2 separate regions of the Mus musculus genome follow, and region 2 is linked to region 1. The links are chromatin contacts, called in public Hi-C maps. All regions are on one chromosome and are shown on one strand. Each heading gives the region's core, a stretch centred on a gene start, on an enhancer-like site or on the middle of the called end of the contact. The rest is flanking DNA. Distances are from core to core; before and after follow the strand shown. Region 1 overlaps Cd200r4 (CD200 receptor 4). Region 2 holds the start of Ccdc80 (coiled-coil domain containing 80).

Region 1 (3,806 bases), core at 443-2,942:
GGATGAACCCTTTGTGATTCTGTTTCTATAGTTTTTGGACAATGGCTCTGTTTCTTCATCTGCGGGAAGTGTTCATTATTGGTCCAAATAACTTTGCTTAGGGGATTAGATCTGGAGAATGGAGTTTAATGAAGTCAGCTTATGTCGTATGTCTACACTGGACCTGGTAAGGGGCTTGAAGAAGTAAGGCATGGCTACTGTAAACTATTTGGCAAAATAAAGTTACTCATGAATGGGAAACGACTGATTAGTATCTTACAAATGTAATTTTGAAGATGTTGACATATCAGTGATGATAAAATTTGAATTCCTGCTTACAATCATTTAAATATTTAAGCACTTGTATTTAAATACTTTCTAGGGTCAAGTTGTACTGATGAGAATCAAACAATACAGAATGACAGTTCATCTTCTCTGACACAAGGTAACATTCTTGCTTATTATGTGGGAATGGAGAGTTGACCTTGCTTAGAAACAGTAACTAATGCCTTGGCTACTGGACAGATTTAGGAGGAGTAGCAGAGTCTGGTGATGTAGTGTTATGGTGTGAGGGACCCTGAACCCTTGCCTCTAAACTTTTACCACCTCAGAGTGAGTGATGAAAAGACTGTGGTAGGTCTGTGTTAAGAATTTCTTTCTTGGATTAGTTGAGCTTTATTTGGATTTGACTTGTGAGGACTTGAGTTCCCCAAAGAGACAAGTGATATTGAAATCAGGAAGTAGAGATGTTAATGCAGTGTTTATCATAAGCATGGTTTATTCCCATCAAGTTCTGCTCCTGTTAAAGTGATGACATGGCTGACTTTAGTCACAAGTGATTGTGACAGATAAGTTTGTCGAGTTATCACCACTTAGCACACTTGTATCCATCAGGGATGATTTATGTCAGTGTCCAAGCAATGTGAGGATTTATGGTGCAAGATGTGCGTAGCCCACATGCTCGAACCTTTACTTTAGAAGATGAATAACATATTTAATTCTGATAGTTTGAACATACAGAAATAAAGAAATGTGAGACAAATCTACTATTGCTGTAATACTTCCATTAGTCAAGCATTGTTCTAGTGTAACTTCATATAAGTTACTGTGGATAGACCTAACTCACAAGGTTTCTTTTTCTCGTCCTTTCTCTCTGTGTATCCAGTTAACACTACAATGTCTGTACAGATGGATAAAAAGGCTCTGCTCTGCTGCTTTTCTAGTCCACTGATAAATGCAGTATTAATCACATGGATAATAAAACACAGACACCTGCCTTCCTGCACAATAGCATACAACCTAGATAAAAAGACCAATGAAACCAGCTGCTTGGGCAGGAACATCACCTGGGCCTCCACACCTGACCACAGTCCTGAACTTCAGATCAGTGCAGTGGCCCTCCAGCATGAGGGGACTTACACATGTGAGATAGTAACACCTGAAGGGAATTTAGAAAAAGTCTATGACCTCCAAGTGCTGGGTAAGTGACAATGTCACATATTGTGCTATTTCACATTACCAATTTTAGTTAGAAAAAATGTCCTTGTGATTGTGACAAGACTGAAGCTCTATTTCCTTCCCATCTCTCCAGTGCCCCCTGAGGTAACCTACTTTCCAGGGAAAAACAGAACTGCAGTCTGTGAGGCAATGGCAGGCAAGCCTGCTGCACAGATCTCTTGGACTCCAGATGGGGACTGTGTCACTAAGAGTGAGTCACACAGCAATGGCACTGTGACTGTCAGGAGCACGTGCCACTGGGAGCAGAACAATGTGTCTGTTGTGTCCTGCTTAGTCTCTCATTCGACTGGTAATCAGTCTCTGTCCATAGAACTGAGTCAAGGTGAGTACTTTTGTAAAAAGAAGGAATAATTGATATTTACCTTATTCTTCCATGAAAGATAAAGGTTTTACCTTCATTCTTTGTGTGACAAATAGAGTAGACAAATCTGTTTAGGGGAAGAAGGAGTAAATTCAGGACAAAGAATGAAGCAGAAAACATGAAGCTGTTTTCTAGCTCAGCAGACTCCTGCTAACCTGTGTCACCTGGACAGCGGTGGTGCTGCCCATACTGTGTTGGCCTCTAAGGTGGCTCTAAGCTCTGTGAAGTTGAGAGTTAACTAGGAAAAGAAACCCACTTCAGCACTTATAACAAGTTTTTGTTATCACTTGCACTTCTTATCAACTAGCTATAAATTTTGGATGTTTCCATAATTCACTTATCAGGTTCAATGATTTTCTAAAATGGTTCATAAAACTGAAGAAGACACCTTGTTTACTATGCTGGTTTAATATAAAGACTCCAACACAGAGATAGATAAATTGAAGAGATTCTTAGGACCCTTTATGGAGGAAGGAGTATAGAGCGTCATACCATCTGAAAGATTTTTGTGCTCCCAGTTCCTTCATGTTATCTACATACAGAAGCTCCTCAAACTGTACCATTTAGGATTTATATTAAGATTTTGTTATGTAGTTTTGAGGGCAAATCCTTGATCATTGGTGATTAACTCAATCTCCAGCCATTCTTTCTTCACACAAGATTAAGTGGGAATGATTGTGTTAGTATAGAGTCCCAAGTACTAACTCTCTAATTACAATTTAGCCTTTCTGGGACTACCCCCACCATGAAGATCTCTAAGAGCTCCTAGACACCAGTCATTGGCATGCTAAAGATTTTTTATTTTGTTGGCAATTCTTTTAGGAGCTATGTTTCAGTAGATGGAAAACAAAGGCCATATATAATTTTCTTTTTAAAATTTTTTTTTGTATTTTTTGATATATTGTCTCTATACATAGATAGTCTTGGCTGTCTTACAACTTGGAAATAGGTTCTGATGATCATAGATCTGATATCCATATTTCCCTTTTAATGTTCCAAAGAGGATTCAGGTTAATTCATTCTCAGATGTCTTTTTAAGTTGCTCCTTTCCCCCAAAAAGTCCTCTTCTACTAACCTGTTTCATCTAGTAGGCCACCATGCAATATCCTAAACCCACTTCTCCCCGACTCGCAGCAAGTGTTGTGTAACCATTCTGATTCTTCAGATGTTTTAGAGCATTTCATCCTCACTTAGCACCATTTGATGGCTTGTAAATCATTTAAAACCACACTGACAACAAAATGTCACTGGACAGGGCATCAGATCCAATTTCAAGTTGTATTATGCAGGCAAAACAGCAAAATCAGAATGATAACATTACAGATACAAACAATATCGATCAATGCAACAGGATTGAGGGCCCAGATAAAAATCCATGTACCTGTAGTCACCCAATTTTTCATTATATTCTGAAAATATTCACTGAAGAATACATAGCATCTGAAAAGATAGTGTTGGGGAACTGGATATTAACATGTAGAAGAATGAAACTTGAGTCTTCTCTTTGCATGGAAATAAATTCCAAATGGATTAAAGATCTCAGTGTTAGATCTGTAACTCTAAGCTTCCACAAGAAAGAGCCCCAAATATACTGAGTACACTGTAGAGAATATGCTCAGGTAAAAACTTTTGAATAGGACTCTGGTTGCTCAGGAAATAAGATAAAAACTCAGGAAGTGGGACTACATGATATTATAAAGTTTCTATACTGCAAAGGAAAACTGTTAAGTGACTGAAGAGGCAGCCTATAGATTGGGGAAAAATCTTTACTATCTACAGATCTGACAGAGGATTAATATTTAGAATATACATGGCATTACAAAAGCCTAAACAACAAAATTGAAAAATGAGCAATGGAACTGAATAGAGGGTTCTCAGAAGAAATTCAAATGGATAATAAATAATTTAAAAACTGTGTGCCATCCTCAACCATTAAGGTAGTGCAAAT
Region 2 (3,806 bases), core at 908-3,407, 260 kb after region 1:
CATTTTCTGTATCCATTCCTCTGTTGAGGGGCATCTGGGTTCTTTCCAGCTTCTGGCTATTATAAATAATGCTGCTATGAACATAGTGGAGCATGGTGGGCATCATTCCTGTTTGGCATCCTGTGCACTCTAAACAATGACATAAGAGTGCTATATCCAACACCACCTACAGGAATTTCCTCAACTCTGTGCTCAGAGTTTTCTTTATGTGCAGGGAAGACGCCTGTAACTGGGAGGGATGGAGCTGGTTGTGGGATGGATGCAACTAGGGATGAGGTTTTCACCCATCCAGGGGAGCTGTTTGTATGGCTTAGTTCACCGGGTTTTGGTGGAGCCTGGGCTGCCACTGTTGTCGACAGTTAATATAAATTTGGAGAGGTTGGGAGAAATGCCCACGGGACCTGAGATGTCTTCTCTTCTCCCCTAACGCTGAGTCCTCATGACAGACCCAGAAGGTGAGTGGGAAAGCTGCCATAGTCTCTCCTGTAGAGCCTTATATGACTATTTCTTTGTGTGTTTGTGTGGCTGTGTGTCTTATGTGCATCTGTTCACATTCATATGCGTGCACACATTGCAGGGAGTGGAGTTAAGATGCTGATGTCAGTTATATTCCTCAGCCACTCTCTACCTTATTTATTTAATGTGTATGAAAGCCTTTCCTTTGTGTGTGTGTGTGTGTGTGTGTGTGTGTGTGTGTGTGTGTGTGTGTGTGCTCATGAACACACACACACAGGCAATGTCTGGTGACTGCAGAAGTCAGAACGGTCCATATTGCCTGGAACTGTAGCTGCAGATGATTGTGAGCCACCATGTGGTGCTGGAAATCAAACCCAAGTCTTCTTCAAGAGCAACTGATGCTCTTAACCAGTGAGTCCGACTAGCGCCTCCACCTTACTTTTTTGAGACAGGGGCTCCCATTGAGCCTAGAGCTGGTTGTATCAGCTAGAAAGGCTGAGGAGTGAGTTCCAGTGACCCACCTGCCTCTGCTCCTTTTCCCTCAGTGCCAGAGTTACAGCCTCAGTACCCAGTTTTTCTGTAAATGCTGGGGATCTGAATTCAGGCTCTCATACTGCGAGAAGCAAAGACTTTACCAGCTGAGGCACCTTCCCAGCCAAGCATACATCTACTTCTAGGGACTGACTAAGCATTTTAGGTTCTTAAAGCATCTGGAGAGCTGAATATTGTAACACACACACACACACACACACACACACACACACAGAGAGAGAGAGAGAGAGAGAGAGAGAGAGAGAGAGAGAGAGAGAGAGCTCACCATTTCTAGAGAAGCTGGGAGCCAGAATGCCCATTCCCTGATGTAATGTCCAACTGCAGTCTCAGGAGACAGCAGCCTTTGCCTGCATTGCTAACCTTTTACCAGCTTCACCCCCATCCCAAGGAGAAATAAGGACCGAGAACACAGTAACTTGAGCCCCAATTAGCATAATATAAAAACAACTTAGTCATGTTTTCCATGGGCTTTTCCAACCCAGAACTCAAAGCATAAAGCAGGCAGAAAGAGATAAAAATATACACGTGGAACTATAAATAGATGCATACTGTCTCGAAATGCAATGCCAATATCTGTGGCCCAAGTGAGCAGCTGTCTCTAGGGAACCCAGTCAGATGGAGCAACCTGAGGACTTTCCCCTTCTCAAACTGTAGTGTGAGAATCCACAGGAGGGGGAAGGTCCCGCCCCATGGCTCGGTATGGAAGGGGTTAAGTCCTCAGTCATCCTATTCTGAGGTGATTTACAATGATGTGTAGAGTTTCAAAACTTTTCCCAGCCCAAGCACAGCCCTCTCCTTCCTCTCCAGGTTCACAGACTCTCCATGTACTGAGAGGGGAAGGAGGCGTGTTTTGCTGATCTGTTAAATTCTTAGTGAAGTTTTCTTGATTTCCAGTGCTGTTGTTTGAGTTTGGTTTGGAGCAAACCTGAAGTAGCCCTGACATTTCTGGGATGGAATCCAGATGAGGAAAAAATAGAAGGAGAAGGGGGAGAAAAGGGAGAAGAGAAGGTGGGGGGAAATAAAGGGAGGAGAGACGGAAGGGAAGGGGGAAATTGTCCCTTTTCACATTCAGGCTTCTCTGTTTTCCCTCAGCCTGGAAAACATATTAATCCTGGTGTTTTTTTTTTTTTTTTTTTTTTTTTTTTTTTTTTACGCTCGGAAACAAAGGGACTCGGCCAGACTGCAGGAGGGGAAGGGTGATAAGAAGTTCTGGGAAAACTCCACAGAAGGGAAGAGCGAGATTCAGAAATCACTAGGACTTCACTTTCAGGAAGATCCCTGTGGCAACCAAGGACCGGCACACACAGACCCAGGAGAAACTGCAGACAAATGGAGATACAAACGGTCCCAAGGACAGCAGCGTTCACCTCCTCCCACTGGACCAGAAGGTAAAAGACACAGCCAGCAAAAGGAATCGGCCCAGGCTGGGCTCCCTGGGGCTGCTTTGCAGACAGACAAGGAGACAGAGAGCAGGAAGGAACCGATCTCACCTAGGAAACTGTCCTGGGGACCAACCTTCACGTTTCTCTGGAAAGCCTCTGCAAGCATCTCCATGAACCACTGTGTAAGTGTGCCAACCTTGCTCTCTGGTGTTTGTTTCCTTGTTGCTTGTTTGAAGACATGAAGTGTGAATGCACATTCACAGTTAGAATTCATAATTAGCATGCTCAGTTTACACAGTCTCTGGTGCATCTGGGCACAGCTGAGGCAGAGCAGGCGTGCCTCATGCCTGCCGCCTGTAAATCAAAGCTGGATTTCCTGCTTAAAGACTGACTCTGCTAAGCACTGACAATCGCAGCAGTTTAAGAGAAGCCCTCTCTCTGTTTGCCCTCCTCTGCTTGCCCTCCTTTTTCTTCTTTAACTATCTCCTGCCCTTTCTTTTTGGCCAAGTTAGAGAAAGAGATCATGCCCAGCTCTGCTTGCAATTAATGACTTTTTTTCTTTTCTTTTTCTCCCTTCTCATTTTATGTTATTTTCATTTTTGTATTATACCCCCTCTGCGTCCCCAAGTGGATAATACAATGATGTGGAAAATGGGACCCCACTTCACCACGCTCTTGGCCATGTGGCTGGTGTGTGGCTCAGCATCTCATTCTCCTGCCTTGGATAGCGACAGCCACACTGGACGGAAAGTACCTTTGGTTTCTCCAATCAGCAGTAGGTCAGCTCGGTATCTGAGGCACACCGGGAGGTCTGGTGGAGTTGAGAAATCCACCCAGGAAGAACCAAATCCTCAGCCTTTCCAAAGGAGGAAGAGTGTACCAGTGTTGAGATTAGCTCACCCGACCATGAGACCACCCCCCTCAGGTATCAATGGAGTTCCAGTCAGACCTGAGGTGAGACCCATAGCTAGGAGCTCGGCGCGTGAGATGGTCCGAGATGAGGGGTCTTCTGCTCGGACAAGAATGTTGCGATTCCCCTCTGGATCTAGCTCTCCCAATATCCTGGCCAGCTTTGCAGGAAAGAACAGGGTATGGGTCATCTCAGCCCCTCACGCCTCAGAGGGCTACTACCGCCTCATGATGAGCCTCCTGAAGGACGACGTGTATTGTGAGCTGGCAGAAAGGCACATCCAACAGATTGTGCTCTTCCACCAGGCAGGCGAGGAAGGGGGCAAGGTACGGAGGATCACCAATGAAGGGCAGATCCTGGAGCAGCCTCTGGACCCCAATCTCATCCCAAAGCTGATGAGCTTCTTGAAACTGGAGAAGGGCAAGTTTAGCATGGTGCTGTTAAAAAAGACTCTGCAGGTGGAGGAGCGCTACCCTTACCCGGTCAGGCTGGAAGCCATGTATGAG

Evidence for each region. A called contact is a pair of places that touch in the nucleus more often than the background predicts.
Region 2: a Hi-C map of bone marrow-derived macrophages shows a contact between it and region 1, with 25 read pairs. The contact joins the promoter of Ccdc80 here to the enhancer-like site in region 1. A contact is called at or near these places in 8 of 39 promoter capture datasets (the HPC-7 cell line, embryonic stem cells, hippocampal neurons and 3 more), 2 of 484 Hi-C or Micro-C datasets (both in bone marrow-derived macrophages), 1 of 115 datasets of contacts at active chromatin or transcription factors (bone marrow-derived macrophages) and 4 of 9 other capture datasets (adipose tissue, embryonic stem cells, liver and 1 more).

What each region holds. Positions count from the first base shown.
Region 1 is chr16:44,831,714-44,835,519 of GRCm38.p6, forward strand. It overlaps Cd200r4 (CD200 receptor 4), which reads left to right. Exons shown (of 6, transcript NM_207244.2): 2 at 362-424; 3 at 1,145-1,459; 4 at 1,571-1,819. Among named protein-coding and RNA genes, the nearest start is that of Cd200r4, 13 kb to the left of the region's middle. Within about 2 kb of position 1,693, at least 8 of the 459 cell types and tissues checked have an H3K27ac peak or open chromatin away from gene starts, as enhancers often do. A contact at or near this core is called in bone marrow-derived macrophages, where this site is marked.
Region 2 is chr16:45,091,854-45,095,659 of GRCm38.p6, forward strand. It overlaps Ccdc80 (coiled-coil domain containing 80), which reads left to right and starts at 2,158. Exons shown (of 8, transcript NM_026439.3): 1 at 2,158-2,572; 2 at 3,019-3,806. The coding sequence starts at 3,030.